Regions from separate parts of the Drosophila melanogaster genome. Here region 2 is linked to region 1. The links are chromatin contacts, called in public Hi-C maps. All regions are on one chromosome and are shown on one strand. The core of a region is the stretch at or near the end of the contact, and the rest is flanking DNA. Distances in the headings are between cores, read along the strand shown.

Evidence for each region. Hi-C and Micro-C count contacts between places; a contact is called where the count stands out from the background.
Region 2: a Hi-C map of the Kc167 cell line shows a contact between it and region 1, with 2.3 times the contacts expected there. The contact joins the promoter of dpr10 here to the promoter of lncRNA:CR45877 in region 1. A contact is called at or near these places in 13 of 107 Hi-C or Micro-C datasets (the Clone 8 cell line, the Kc167 cell line, the OSC cell line and 9 more).

What each region holds. Positions count from the first base shown.
Region 1 is chr3L:9,998,508-10,001,248 of dm6, reverse strand. It overlaps lncRNA:CR45877 (long non-coding RNA:CR45877), which reads right to left and starts at 1,418. Exons shown (of 1, transcript NR_133202.1): 1 at 382-1,418. The region is part of intron 1 of dpr6 (defective proboscis extension response 6); the gene reads right to left.
Region 2 is chr3L:10,184,761-10,187,501 of dm6, reverse strand. dpr10 (defective proboscis extension response 10) reads left to right here and starts at 1,394. Exons shown (of 8, transcript NM_168399.2): 1 at 1,394-1,577.

The sequences.
Region 1 (2,741 bases), core at 169-2,668:
TCTGGCTGGATTTTTCTCCTCTTTTTTTGCCGGGTTTTTTTTTGGGTATCCCGCTGGCATAGCAAACCAAAATCGAAATGAATAATTAATATGTCGCGCCTGCCGCAGACGGAGAAAGTCTTCCATCTTGCGACTTTCATCACGAGAGAGGAAAGCAATTCCGGGCCAAAACCAAAAAAAAAAAACAAAGAAACAGAAAACCCAAACAAAACAAAGTTAGCAGACCAACAAAAAAAAAAGTGCCTCATATGAATCCCTGCGGCGTCTGGGCCACAAACGATGAGAATTGGGCCAAAGTCGTGATGGCTGGATGGCGGGCAAAAAAAAACTCTCGCCGAGATTGACAAATTTGCCACAGCAAATGAAATGCTTGACTCGGCTACGACTGCTAAATTTGTCATTTATGACAATGTTTACGTAATTCGACAGCCAAAACAATTTCCCCAGCCTCAACGTTCTCTGGCCAAAAACCAAAAAGCCATACCATACGCAAATGGGCGCTCATTTATTGTCATCCCCGGAAAAAGGAAACTCTCGGATGGAAAATGGGGAAAACTCATACCGCCCCAGCGGTTGTCTGTTTTGTCTGGCGGAAAAGTCAGGACACCGTGCGGCTGTTACGGACTGCAGCAATGGCTTTTAAACCGTTTTAAATGGCCGGCTATTTGTTTGAATGTTGTGACATAAAACTGCAATCTATGGGCCCATTCCTCGAGGAAACCAAGGTGAGCGGGCCAGGAATATCTGTCTAAATAGCTCCATCGACCAGCAACAAGCCGATTCTGCAGTCCATTTGCCCAAGCATCCTGCTGAAAAGGACCTCGGGGATGGAGGGATAAAAGTCCCTTAATAATCAAAGATCTTGTGCAAATTGAGAGTAACAGCTTAAGGATTAAGTCTAAAGGAGATTGAAAATGTGGCAGGGACTTTAAAGGCAGAACAAAAGGAGCAAACACCACAATTTCTCGTTTCAATTCATTGAAGGCTCTTAGATTTCTAGAAATAACTTAAAATGTAGGAGAATTAATTTTTCCAACTGTATATTTCGACAAATTTTTCACTTTGAACACTCCCCTTTTATCAGTGCAAAAACACAGGCTCATTATGGGACAAATCAAGAACTAATTTGCATGCTCGAGGAGTACAACATTCATCCATCCATCTAGCAGATAAAATCCTAGTTGGACTAGGACAATTTACCACTCGACTGGCTCGTTATCCCTCGTCAAACTTTATGATAATTATGCAAATTAGGCGCAGCTCCTAATTGAAATCGACAACAATGGGTTCTGTTCTATCCATGACCTTGCCACCGAGTCATTAGTCAAACCATTTGCAATTGACAAGCAGCCAGTGACCCCCAAAAAAATGGGCGTGCAAATGCTGGAAATACGACAAACAAACAAAAAAAAAAAAATAAGAGAAATATGAGAAAATTATTGTTTTGTTTGCCGTGGGGGGCAGTGGTAAAGCAGTGAAAGCCTTGCGTTTCACGGCATATTAAGCAAAATGAATAAATTACAATTGCAAATAGGCAATTTCCTACACTTCCTTCCTCTCGACATTTCACTGTACACAGAACACACAGAACAGTACAGTGGGTAAGTCGGCTGAGTTCTGCGGTGGCTGTCAACTTTTTGGGGACCGGCATTTCTGGTCTAAATAACGTCTAATTTGCAATTTTGTTTAATTGTTTGTGGTTTTTGGATTTTGGCATGACTCCATCCTTCCCAGCCTTTCCCATAATTTTTGGCCATGGCGTGTGGCTGGATCGTAACTGATTGTTTGTGTTTTGCGTTATTTGAGGTTTTTAGTTTGGGTCAACGTCAATGAATAAGTCCACGCATCAGGAAATCCAACCAATAGACCCACTTCCGCTCGAGCTCATCCAACTGGCCGCATGTCTTGGCCAAATTATAATAAAGGTTTCCATTGCGACCAGGCGAATATCGCGTCTGCCTTTGAGCAATTAAAGTCACGCAAATAGACAAAGGATCACTGAATGACAATTGGTGTTTTTGCAGTGGGCATATCAAATTCTTGAAAGGAATAGTTTACACTCTATTTATATGGATACTCTAGAGCTTAAGCTGTAAATTAGAGACCTTGTGGGCTTTCTTTTCAGAAGGGGATATGTGGTTTAGGATTTGGATACAGGTAATCTGCCAACTGGTAATTTAATGTAATTCAATGCAGCTGGACGATAGGCTGGTGTGTAGCCCTGGCAACATGTATTCTAAGATAATTATCAGTGTTTGCCAAGAGAAATTATTAAGTCATTACAGGTAGTAATGTATGTATATTGCTTCACAATATATGGCAAGGTAGCTGGATTTCAACACAAATGGACAAAATATATTAGACTTTATTATACTCTATTTATATGCCGTAGATTATAATTTTCTTGAAACTAATAAATATTTTTTATATATTATATATAATTATTATTATCAATATGCACAAATTAACCTAGTACACACAATAGTAAAGATTGAATCCCAAATTAGGTTAAGCCTGAAGAATATCAAATCACTGCCAGAGCGTGAAAAATGTTCCCCAAACAGTGCCAGCAAAAAGTAATCAGGCGAACACTTCCACTCGATTCGGGCCAAAGTCTGCCACGCCTTTTTGGCCAGCAGCAATGAAAGGCACTTAGTCGGGCGGAGTCTGAATGTCATTGTTTCAGCCATTTTGTTCCCATTTTTGCCCCTTTTCTTCCAGCTGCTCCTTACAAATTAGCT
Region 2 (2,741 bases), core at 145-2,644, 190 kb before region 1:
AGGGACAACTAAAGCCCAAGGCCGCAGGCGAGGTTTTTGGCTGGTTCTAGGCATGTGGGGTGGTGGTGCGGGTGTCACACAACTGAGTGGGTGGATTTTGAACACTTGCGCTTTTTACCAACTCAATTTACGCTAATTACTGCCTTTCGCTCCAGCGATAACTGCTGTCAGCTGGCTTGCACCCCGCCACTTTTCCCGGATTTTCATCATCCCGATACCGCATTCCCTTCAAAGAGCGGGAAATCCCTTAGCCGGCTACACAGTTTCCCATCTGCCACGCATATCCATACGCCGCGCGAATTTATATTGTCATTAGCTCTTTTTGTGCCAGCTTCAGTGTATATTATTGAAATCCCTGCCTTCTGGCCATATTATCCAATTCGCTGTTAAATCGTGGAAGAGCTAGTCTAAGAGCACCAAAGAATTGTTCAGTGCATGCGCACTCTTTGCCAAATTCCATACAATTTCTCTTTGATACTGACCTAAGTCTGTCAGTCTTGCTCAAGATATTGTCCAAGGCAGACGGTTTGCTTCCCTTATAGAGACGAAGTACCTAAATATAAATAAATGAGAACGTAGCATGCACAAAGCGTATATAATAATGATAATTTAATATTAAATTATCTAAAATAAATGAATATGTTCTTGGGAAAAATATTATAACTTTTCTCATTTATTAAAATTGAACTTAGGATCTTATGGAAGTATATGAAATAACATAGTTTCCTAAATTCAGTTAAGTAAGCATATAAGCAAGTAAAAAATAAATGGGATCAATAAGACATTATGTTGTTTTTGGGTTTTGCTATAGTGATTATGTTCTTTTTATGATCCTTCACTCCCTCAACCGGATTAATTCTTTTTATTTCAAGTTTCAACTAAAATGGCTTAGATTATTTTTTTTTAAGAGACCTATAATAAAGCACTCTAGCTGAAACATAAACTGAAATATTACTCTGCTTTTAAGAACTGGAATCCCTACGTGTCACTTAACTTCACTGCATTAAAATTAACTTAACCCCTTAAAAACAGGATCGTAAAGTCCGCTTTTATTTGCTTTGCGAACATAATTCGACCTCAAAAAACACCCTGCTGCCACTAAAAAAATAATCGCGGATTTCCAAAACTATTTGAAACCTTTTATTGTAAGACCTTGAAAGTGAACATAGTGTTGTGATTAAAAGAGAAGAGGAAATTAAGAGAGATAAATGCGGCGAATTCAGCTGAAATGCTCGGCACACGATTTTTCCGTCCCTCTTTTCCAACGACTTTTCCCGAGCCGAAGACAACAAACCCGAAGCGTCGCTGATAAAGGCTCGTATGAGTTCGGGAATCCCCCCCGGAGGCCCCAACAAATGCTCCACTGCTGCCAGAAATCAGTTTCAGTTTCTGTTTCAGTTTCAGCGCGACATCGACGGTGAACGAAAGGCGAAGGCGCGGAAAAGCGCGTGAAAATCCGAATAAAAAGTTGAGGGAAATGTGAGGCCCAAATACGTGAGGCGCGACATTTTCCGGACTATAGTGTATGTGTGTGTGTGTGCATGTGCGTGTGTTTCTGTGACTCGAGGCTAGAGAGTGTGAGTGCAAACGGATAAGAAAAGCGGGCACAATTGGGTCGTAAATTTTGGAAAACGTGTGAAAACGCAGGAAAAGCCTCATTGCCCCATTGCCGGCAGTCGAAAATTGAATGACCTTTTGTCGCTTTTTTTTTGTTATTCCAGTTACTGTTACTGCTGTTGCTGCTATTGCTCTTATTGTTAAGCTAAAACGCTTTCGGCACGCGAATATTTTACGACATCGTCTCCAAAAATTATACACCTAAAAAAGAAAAGTAATCAGAAATCTAACGAAATTCGGTGCGTGTCAGCTGCTTGCCAAATGTGGGGCCAGAAAAAATGCAGGAAAAGAATTCTGTCTGCGGACAAACAAATTATAAAAGTGTTAAACGCCCACACAACGTCCTCCAGCCCCGCCCCTTGGCCATCTCATTAGCATGCAGCAAATTAAGTTGTTTTATATTTAGACCGCCAAAGGGGAGCCCAGACCCCAAATACAAATTAACAAATTAAAACAACACACAAATGCCAAACAAAAAACAGAACCAAACCATCTTTGATCTGCGTCAAAACAAAAAAAGCGCTGCCACAAATATCGAGCGTTAATACATTCATTTCTGTGTAATCTAATATTCCGGCCGAGGGGAGACACTAAAAGAATGTGACAAAAATTAATAGAAAACCCATAAAATATTAACGGAAAACAAGTGTGCATTGAAATTTACGACAGACTGATCACAGTGCGTATGCGCAATGTGCGTCGCCGCAAGAACCGAAATATATCTCTCGTATGGGTATGATAAGATGTTGTGGCTGTTGGGGAAAATTAAGTTTCCTTGGGAAAAAACTTTCGCTTGTCTCAACTGCAGTTGTTGATGGAAAAGTTTTGTCGAGTGCCAAGCACTTTGGCTTTTCAACGATTTTACTTTTGCCCGCCCCAGCACCATTGTGTTGTGGTATCAACTTTTGAGGCCACGAGCTTATGTGCAATCCTTGCCTGACATCCCCAAACACAATTAAATTGTTTCCTTTCTTTGTTCTCGCACATAATGCCATGTAGCCAATAAAATGTGAAACCCTTTCTCAATAAAATATTCATACAGCAGGAATTAACCGGCACACAATGGGGCAGAAACAAAAGCAAAGATTGCCCACGGGCATTGGGTGGGTGTGGGTAGGGCAAAT